Regions from separate parts of the Mus musculus genome. Here region 2 is linked to region 1. Evidence: chromatin contacts called from public promoter capture Hi-C data. All regions are on one chromosome and are shown on one strand. Each heading gives the region's core, a stretch centred on a gene start, on an enhancer-like site or on the middle of the called end of the contact. The rest is flanking DNA. Distances are from core to core; before and after follow the strand shown.

What was found. Promoter capture Hi-C pulls out the DNA fragments that hold promoters and counts their contacts.
Region 2: a contact with region 1 is called in a promoter capture Hi-C map of embryonic stem cells. The contact joins the promoter of Enpp2 here to the promoter of Ccn3 in region 1. A contact is called at or near these places in 1 of 39 promoter capture datasets (embryonic stem cells), 1 of 115 datasets of contacts at active chromatin or transcription factors (embryonic stem cells) and 1 of 9 other capture datasets (liver).

The regions. Positions count from the first base shown.
Region 1 is chr15:54,742,607-54,747,200 of GRCm38.p6, forward strand. It overlaps Ccn3 (cellular communication network factor 3), which reads left to right and starts at 3,304. Exons shown (of 5, transcript NM_010930.5): 1 at 3,304-3,431; 2 at 3,566-3,791. The coding sequence starts at 3,366.
Region 2 is chr15:54,917,848-54,922,756 of GRCm38.p6, forward strand. It overlaps Enpp2 (ectonucleotide pyrophosphatase/phosphodiesterase 2), which reads right to left and starts at 2,299. Exons shown (of 25, transcript NM_015744.4): 1 at 2,082-2,299; 2 at 1,752-1,851. The coding sequence starts at 2,114.

The DNA.
Region 1 (4,594 bases), core at 2,054-4,553:
AAATGACCAAAACCATCCACCACAACCTAAGGGACAAGGACCACAGGTTTCTTATAATTGCATCCTGCTGAACTGGGGTAAAAAAAATGTGTTTGGGCTCCGCCCAAAAAAATGGTTCGACTTTAGAGAGCTAGCTGTAGCATTTGTTGCCCAGTCTCTGTGTTGTCTGTCCAGTCTCTGTGTGATCAATCTTTCGGGTAGTCTAGGTTGTTTTACATTCATATTTTGGAGAAATCAGTAACTGAGACAGTCTGTGAGAGTCAGGGCTATTTGCTTGGTGGTGACATTCATGTCTCAGCTGATAAAAGGTTTTCTCTGATCAGATCTAATCTTTGTAAGCTTTGTGAGTAACCACATTTTTTTATTCCCTGTAAATACATATGCATAACCACGACCCCGTCTTAAAACTGTTGCAGGTCTCCATACTAATGTCAACACACCCTTAGAGTATATTGGTTGGCTTAGTACCTCAGGGGTTTTTTTTTTTCCAATAATCCAGTGTCTTTCTGCTGGTATTGTTCCTTTTTCACCAATATTAAGAAAATTTAGAGTTAACAAAGCATTATTTAGGCTGCCCCTGGGATTTTCTACTCTTCCTTTTTGTTTAATAAGCATCTCTTTTAAGATATGCATGGCTCTTCCTATAATTGCTTATCTTGTGGGATTGTGTGGTGTACCAGTAATATGTTTTATATTGTAATATGCAAAAAATTGCTGTATCTTATTGGATACATATGCAGGAGCATTATCAGCCTTAATTTGTGCATAATGCCCTATTAAAACCCTCCTTTAGGCAAAGCTTAGTCAAGTTTAGTTTCTAGAATTCACCAGCAGGAGTCTTTAAAACAGTGAAATGAATTATCTATCCTGTCTATCCTGTATGAAAGACACACAATCCAGGCATTTTATTTACAAGCTATAAATCTAGATTGGGCAGATTTGGGAGCTTTTCAAACTTATATCCTGCCCGTATGACTCTTGTTACTTGCAGTTTTCTTCTAGCCAGATGCTCATGGTCCATGTCCTGTCATGGTGGCTTCCTCCTCTCTTGGTTTCCTTTCTTCTCTCCCAGTCTCTCTACCTGTGATCCCCAGCCAGGTAACTGAAAACCCACCTATTTTATCAACTATCCAATCAAGAGCTTTAGCCTTTTACTGACCAATTAACTTAGGGAACAAGGTTACATAGCATCACTTGGTATACAGGAGGATTTGTTCACTGGGGTAACCAAATCTCAGGAGCCAGTATTCAGCATTTGAATACATAACAGCACCAGATTAGCCATAACATAGAAGTGTGTCTGCCATTTCCTTGTCCTTAAATTACACCTTTCTTCCCTTCCTCACCCTTTCCCAGACTGAAGCCCAAACTCAGTGCTGTGCCCAATTCCTTTGCCCAAAGTTAGCTTCCATTTAATCAGGCACTAAAATTCAACATCCCAAGAGCCACCCTGGAGAGGGTCAAGAATCAGCGATTTTGGGAGACGTGCGCTCTCATTGTCTCGGATGTGCAGCTGGATGGAAGCATGGCAGAGCCAGGTGATACATGAGCCCCACTAACCTGATGGACGCCTCCAATCAGATGTGCAAATTAGCTCCCCTACCTCTGCCTAAACTTTGCATGCTTCTCATCCAGAGTGTGCCAAACAAAAGCAGAATTGTCACCATTGTGGGAATGCATCTGAGCAGTTCTGAGCTCTAAAAGAATAGCCATAAAGGAGGTAGAAGTGACTGTGCCATCTTGGAGTATTAGAGGGACAGCCCGGGCTCCCTATGCACTCTGCCATTGGTTTCCCTCCTGCTGAAGGTCAGTAATGCAAGGGCAATTTGTTTCTTTGTAAAGTCTAGAGCTATACAAGCCTGTATAATCTTGCTCACCAAGTGTTTTGTTTGTTTGGTTGGTTGGTTGGTTGGTTGGTTGGTTGGTTGATTTGGTTTGGTTTGGTGATTTGAAGTAGCTATCCTCAAGAGGGCTGCGTGCGCATAGTCCCTCCCCACCAAGGGGCATAATACTGAAGTCAAGGCGAAAACATGTTTTAAATCTGTTGGTCACTTTTTTGGTTTTGTTTTGTTTTGTTTTGTTTTGTTTTGTTTTTTTAAGACAGGGTTTCTCTGTATAGCCCTGGCTGTCCTGGAACTCACTTTGTAGACCAGGCTAGCCTCGAACTCAGAAATCCATGTGTCTCTGCCTCCCAAGTGCTGTGATTAAAGGTGTGCGCCACTGCCTGCTGGTCATTTTTGAAGGGGTCAAACTTGCTCTCTATTTCTTCTGACAGAAGGGAAGCATACCTCAGCACATCACCTTTTTCTTTTGCAAATGAATGCCAGCTGGAGAGTCAAGTCAAGCAGGAAGCATCCTCTCTCAGGCTCCTGCTCCATTCATGGGGCACTGAGTGCAAGCCAGTGAGGCAGTTAGAAGCAGTTTTACATCTGATGTCATATGGCAGATGCTTCAAGACTTTTCCTCTACTAGAAAACGTCTCCCTGCTCCCGTTTTTATTTGTGTTCCATTGTTTCATGTTTATTTCTACTGAGCATGTAGAACTTGGGTTTTAAGACTTTGCAAATCTTGGCGTGATTACAATCAGAAGAATTTGGCCATTTGGCCAATAGCAGCCCCCAACTCTGATGAAGTGACTCTTTTCTGTTATTTCATTTCCCTCGTGTGTGTGTGTGTGTGTGTGTGTGTGTGTGTGTGTGTCGTGTCGTGTCCTTTCCTCCTACCCACCCCCTCAAAATATTTCAAAGAGTCCCCCAATAAAGGGTGACAAACTTGCATGTGCTTCCCTTATGACTAAACTTCTGGGCCTCTGGCCAATCCCTGCCCAGCTCATATGGCTCCAAACTTTAAGCATCCCGATCAAGAGCTCCACATTTGTAGCTCTGGTTGGAACTGTGAGGGCGGAGGGTGCTAGGAAGTAGCGGTGTCAGGGGGAAGGTGAAGCAACCACCCAGAGGAAGAGGGTGTTTCCTTCTCACGAGCTGTAGCTGGCTCGGGGTCTTGGCCTCCGGGCTCCACCCAGTCCCTCCCTGTGCTCAGGGAAAAGCCAGTCCACTCACTCACACACACACACACACACACACACACACACACACACACACACACACACAGAGGCATACTCAGGCCGGGCGCCACGCCCTAAGGAGAGCTGCCTTGGGGCCCATCACCAAGGCAACCGCGGAGCTCCTTCTATTTCCCCACCCAGCTGATTCCCCCCACCCCACCCCCTCCTCCCAGTGCAGCCAACCGGTTTTGCGTCCCTGGAGCGCACTATAAAACCTGCACGGGTGGCGCTCGCCGCTCAGCCAGACCTGGGTGAAGGGGCAGTCCCATCTCCAGCCTGTAACAGCCCTAGCAGGCAGAACATGAGCCTCTTCCTGCGAAAGCGATGCCTCTGCCTAGGCTTCCTGCTCTTCCATCTCTTAAGTCAAGTAAGTGGCGCACGCTTAAGATGCCCCCGATTACTTGGACCTCCTGGACTGCCTCTGGTCCGTCCCGGGCTCACCCTGCCTTGGTTCGCCCCTGATAACCTGAGTTCGTTTTCTTGTCTCGTCGATCTTCCTAGGTCTCTGCATCTCTGCGCTGCCCTTCTCGGTGCCCACCCAAGTGCCCCAGTATATCACCGACCTGCGCCCCCGGGGTGCGCTCGGTGCTGGACGGCTGCTCCTGCTGTCCGGTGTGCGCCCGCCAGCGCGGGGAGAGTTGTTCTGAGATGAGACCCTGTGACCAGAGCAGTGGTCTCTACTGTGACCGCAGCGCAGACCCCAACAACCAGACTGGCATTTGCATGGGTAATCCTACCTCCATTCCCACCCTGCTGTCCCCTTCTTGGCCTGACCTCTCCTCTGGCAGCTAGGTGAAACTTGGCCCTCTTTTTTTACTTTCCCAGAGAACTAAGCAAAAACATTTGTAGCAATAGTGCAGTACAGTAATTGACATGTGTGGAGAGCTTTCAATGTACCGGGTATCAGGCTGAGAGGAAACATGCACCGTGCAGGTAGGTCACTTGCCGCCTAGAGAAGGGATGAAAACAGAGTTAAGGGCCAGAGTTTGGCCAGCTCCAGGGGAACACTTGGGGTGATGGAAGTATGAGCTTACCCCCAGGTCTATAGTCCCCCTCTGCCTCCACCCCCCACCCGCAGCAGCCCAGAGAGTTTGCTTTCACACCTGTAATTGTCCTAATTGGAGCCAAAGCAACTCCTTCTCCTGGGAGGACTATGACACTCCAATCTGAGCTACAGTAAAATAAAATGCAGGCAACTCACCAACCGAGACTTATGGGAAGTAATCAATGGGAGATCAATTTCCCATCAGGTACTGTAATTAGGGTCATACCTACCACCCTTGGTAAGAGTCTGAAGCGCTCTCTGTCTCTCTCTCTCTCTCTGTCTCTCTCTCTGTCTCTCTCTCTCTCTGTCTCTCTCTCTGTCTCTCTCTCTCTCTCTGTCTCTCTCTGTCTCTCTCTGTCTCTCTCTCTGTCTCTCTCTGTCTCTCTCTCTCTCTCTCTGTCTCTCTCTCTCTGTCTCTCTCTCTCTGTCTCTCTCTCTCTCTCTCTCTCTCTCTCTCTCTCTCTCTCTCTCTCTCTCCCTCCCTC
Region 2 (4,909 bases), core at 1,049-3,548, 170 kb after region 1:
GAAAGCTTAAGAAGAAAAGCCACATAAGTCTACCAAAATCCTGAAACTCGGATATAAACTGTGTGGTGCCCTAAAACTAAGCTTCACGGAGATGAAGTGAACTATCACTATACACCCTAAGGCTCCAGATACTGATTCCATTAACAAGTCAAGAAGCAGTACTCTGTAGTAGGTCTAACGCTATCTAATTGATCAGCAGTACTGTAGACTAGACTAGTTTCCAGAAGTAATATTGACATTACTTGTCTTGTATCTATTCCCTACAACATATGGAAGTAGTTTATTATATGAGCAGTGTTTTCAGGGACTAATACATTTAATCCATACTTTTCACATTTTCTGGTAGAGATCACACACATTTAATAGGAGATGAAACAGGATGGAGGAAATGTTTTTTTATTATTTTATTTTTAACAATCTAGAAGATAAAGTCTTCTAAACTGATGCTCATTGCTGAGGGCTGAGGCATTACAAGTGACTTGCCTGTGAAAGGAGCACTTATTAATATGGACTCAGGGTCCCAGGCTGGTACTTTGATGATCCATAGTCCAAAAAAAAAAATAATGGCCAAGTTTGAAAATAATGCAGTCATCAAAGAAACAGCATCGATTCCTGCCACTATCATTTAAAGAAAGCAGAAAATTGGTTCCTTTTCCGCACAGTGGAAAGACCCGGCCATGGGCTGTCAGAGCTGCATGCTCAGGCCAAGGACCTAGTCCCCTGTCACAATCAGCCTTAGCGAGGGTCAAAAAGAAGGCTTTGAAGACAGTGTTTGCCTCCAATAAAAACAGCCTTCTCTTCTGGCCCAGCAATCCCTCTCCTCTCTCCCCAAAGAAACACAATGCAGTTTTGTCCCTCAGGCTCCCCGGGGCCACAGTTTTTTAAGATCTGTTTTCACATTCTTTCTCCAAAACACACTGCAGCTCCTTCACCCTCATCACCTACTGTACCTTCAACCTTCTTCTCAAGCCTAAGTCAGATAACTTGCCATGTGGAAGATTCAGTATTCCACTATGCCTCATTTAATAATACACATTTATGGTGGTATAAAGGCAGGTGGTGTTTCATAGAGTGCCAATCAAGAAACACAGAGAAACACCAAATTCCCGGGGAGACAGAAGACATACTGTGATGTCAGAGAAAGGGAAGAAAATATTGCCCCCTAGAGTACCTGTCATTTCGAATGCAATTTTTAATTCTGAAACCATCAGCAGCTCCAATTTCCAGGAAATTAACCAAGCCATTGCTTAAGACCAGGTCAGCTAGGCCCCCTCAGCCTGCACAAACGTTCCTTTATGAAGCCCCACTCCGCTGGGTACAGCCCACTGCAAAGGAGCCCCATTCACTCCAGCTGTGTTAGTTAAGTCAGCTCCGAAAACTCACCTTGCCTTCTTCCAGAAGGAAACACAGCGATCACAGATCTCCTCTCTAAACTCACCTTGAGGGTTCCCCTAGTCTCAGTAAATCTTAGTCCCAAAGTTATAAATAAATTTCTAGTTTCACTTTTAAAAAAAAAAGTTTATTGCCTTTTTTAACTTCCTTTTTTCTCATTCCTAGGATAGAACTTTCTGATAGCAAATAATGTACTTTACACAACACAGCCGTCTCAACCCTCTGTACCACCACGTGGAACCTGTCAGCCCCATCCTTCTCCAACATTAAAGCGATAACCTATTCTCACCTTGGGCTAAATGTATCGCCCTGCACAGTACTGTTAAAGAAACAAAACTGCTAATAACGGATACTCTTACCTGTGGGAGGTCCTTCATCCCATTCGGCCCTCTTAATTCGACTTGCTGTGAATCCTAAGCAGAGATTGACGCCGATGGCAAAAGTGAACAAGGATATTACCTAAGGGGATAAGGAGATCAAGTTGTCAAACACAACTAGATTAGATGCATTCAAAGTGCATGGAAGCAGTTCAGATGACCCTAACAACCCGAATCCTGCCAATTCGGAAAGGCATTCTCAGATGATGTCTGAATTTGAACAAGGAAAAAGAAAAAAGAAAAAAAATCGAATTCAAATGGTAGTGATCGGAGAGATTCGGCACCTCGCTAGTCACCGTACCATCCTCCTACCTGGTATGACCCGAAACAGCCTTGTCTTGCCATGCCGAGGGATTCTTGGAAAACCTCTGCAGGGTGTTCTCTGCTTGCCCTGAATGCTCTGCTTTCGGGGCTCTGCGTTCAGGCTGTTAACTCCAAGCAATCCCACCTGGGAAGTTGACAGGCGCATCTGATTCGTGCAGAGCTCGATTTCATCACAGTTGGTTCACAAATTGCAACTCTGAGCAGAAGAGGCTTAAGGCAACATCCTTCTTGGCCCCACCCCCCGACCGGCCCCTCCCCTTGAACAGACACTTTCATGTGGTATCCTTTGGCAACCGGAGGACTTCTTGTGTAGCTGTGGCCAATAACAGTGCATGTTCGATTTTTTTTTTCTTCCCTCTCAAATACATGGTTTGTCAAAAGAGAAACCAAATGTACTTTATCCGATAAAAATGAATCAGAGCTGCCCAGAATTTCCCATCAGCTCGAAGCGTTTACTATGTAGTTATTTGATGCCCTCAACCCCCCAACTTCAGGGTTTTTTTTTTAAACAAGGGGGGGGGGTACAATTTATAAACCAAACAAATCTCTGTCTTTACCATTTGTTTATTTTTCTGGCAGTTGGAATGACCCTGTATCTATATAAATACATTGTCAGCTACTTCTGATTCCTTGGGAGCTTCACACAATGGGAGCTTCCAAAATTGCAACTCACACGAGAGATAACATTATTTTCCCTTCATGTTGTTAAATTTTACACTAGTAACTTTTATCAAAATACTGGGGCTGCCAGCTTAAGCTGCATAAAGCCCTTCTGAGTATGAGAAACAGACAATATCATTCCAGTCTCTACCCATTCCTGACAAAAGTCAGCTTGTCTGTGGAGTGGGGGTGGGGTAGGACGCAGGCATAAAGGACAGTAGGGGAGGGAGCTTCATTAGCCTTGAATTTAGCTTGAAAGTGGCAATGGCTGCAAGAATTCCTGTCAAATGCGCATCTCCTTTGAAGAGACTGTCCCGGGAGGCTCTTGTGTGTGTTGAAGCTTCTATCCTAAGCAATTTTGCAACTTGGCAACCACACCAAATTTAGAAGCCTCTAAATCGGAAAGTCGTTTCCATATTATATGCCTTTAGGATTCAAATGAGGGGAGGCTTGTTTTTGGCTTTCCCCTACCGGGCCCCTTGACGATCATTCTTGCAGAGCACATATGTGCATACGTAAACAAACAGGAACCTTCCAGGCAGCAACTGCTTAAAGGAAGCCCCCGTGGCTCTGCTCGCATAAAACCCGATAGCACAAAAGCCAAGAGCTTGTTTACGTGGATCGCAGAGTAAGCCTGGGTTTCATTAGAAACTCTAGAATTTAGTAAACAGCTCATTGAAAAGAAGAAGAGACACTGCCAGACACTCAGTGGCTCTTCTAGGATCCTCTTAGCTTTGGACTCTCGCAGAGCGGGCAGGCTATGAATTTATCTACAAGCCTCTTGCTTTAGTCTGTATGCCAAGCTAAACTGATCTGGAGTTCATTATTTAGCAAGGCTTCTAAAAGATGTTAACCCCATGTAAGGTTTTTCTACTATATATTCCATCTCGAGATGCAAATCTGCTGTTCTCAGGGAAATCTGTAAACCAAAAGGAAATCATTGGGTCTGCACTGTTATTTCAGTGTACCCTGCATGCTACAGAGGATCTGAAAACAAATGGCCTCCTTTTCTCTCCAGCCTCCCCAGCCTGTAGGTCCCAGAAACTTGAGACTTTCTCTGACATAGAAACCCATCTCTAAGAAAACCTAGGCTCTCCTTGGAAGGAAAAAAAAATACAGCTCAGAAACTGAAGATCATTTTGTATTTTGTTGTTTTATTTTTATGGAAAGCAAACTAGCTGTGCAGGAGAGAGGGGGCCACAAAGCGTGAGAGCAAGTTGGTCACGTATATCATGATCTGTACAGCACTGGATTACCCATTGATCGAAAAGGATCAAGATGAGCCACTGTTTCTGTGAGCCATTCTGCCAAAGAATTGTATTTTCACCCAGATCACTGTGCATCAGGGACTGGACAAAGCATGCACACATGAGCATGCACACACCTACATACACGTGCATATATACAAATATACACATGCACACACATACACATGTACATACACATACATGTGTACACATAAACATGCACATACACATATAAGAATATACACAGGTGTCTAAATGCATACACACCATCTAGCTATAGTTAAGCAAATTGTGTGTGTGTGTGTTTTATATGTGCATATGTATATGAAGGTATATGTGCTTTCCATGTGTGGAAGCCACAGAAGGGCTTTGAGTGTCCTTCCTTATTACTCTGTCCCTTATTCTGTTGAAATAGGGAGTCTCACTGAAGCCCGAGCCAGGCTAGCAGCCAGAAGTCCTCAGCAATTCTCATGTCTCCACCCCCAACAGGGCTGCTGGGCAAGACAGAAAGCAAGCAGATTTTTACTACAAGGTAATCATTATAGATTAGGCAGTCAGGAGGATAGCCTTATCTTGGCATCGAATCAACTGTAAAACACAATTAACTCTCATTATCTCAAATAAAGAAAACTCTGAGCCTGGTAATGTAGACAATAGGTCAAAAAAAATCCACCTAAAATACTAGACTACAGTACAAAATATTTCAAAAGAAATAAAGCTCACCTGTTATTGTGTTTAAGGTTTTGACACACATCGCTGGCTGGCTCAATACAGCAAAAAGAATATAGGGGCGAAAAAAAGCTGTAAACGTCCAGTGTGGCTTATGAACCCAGCATATTTCAGAGAACACTGCCCTCTGGCAGAGAAAACCCTAACCCTGTAAATACCTGGTAAGCAACTTGGCCTCAA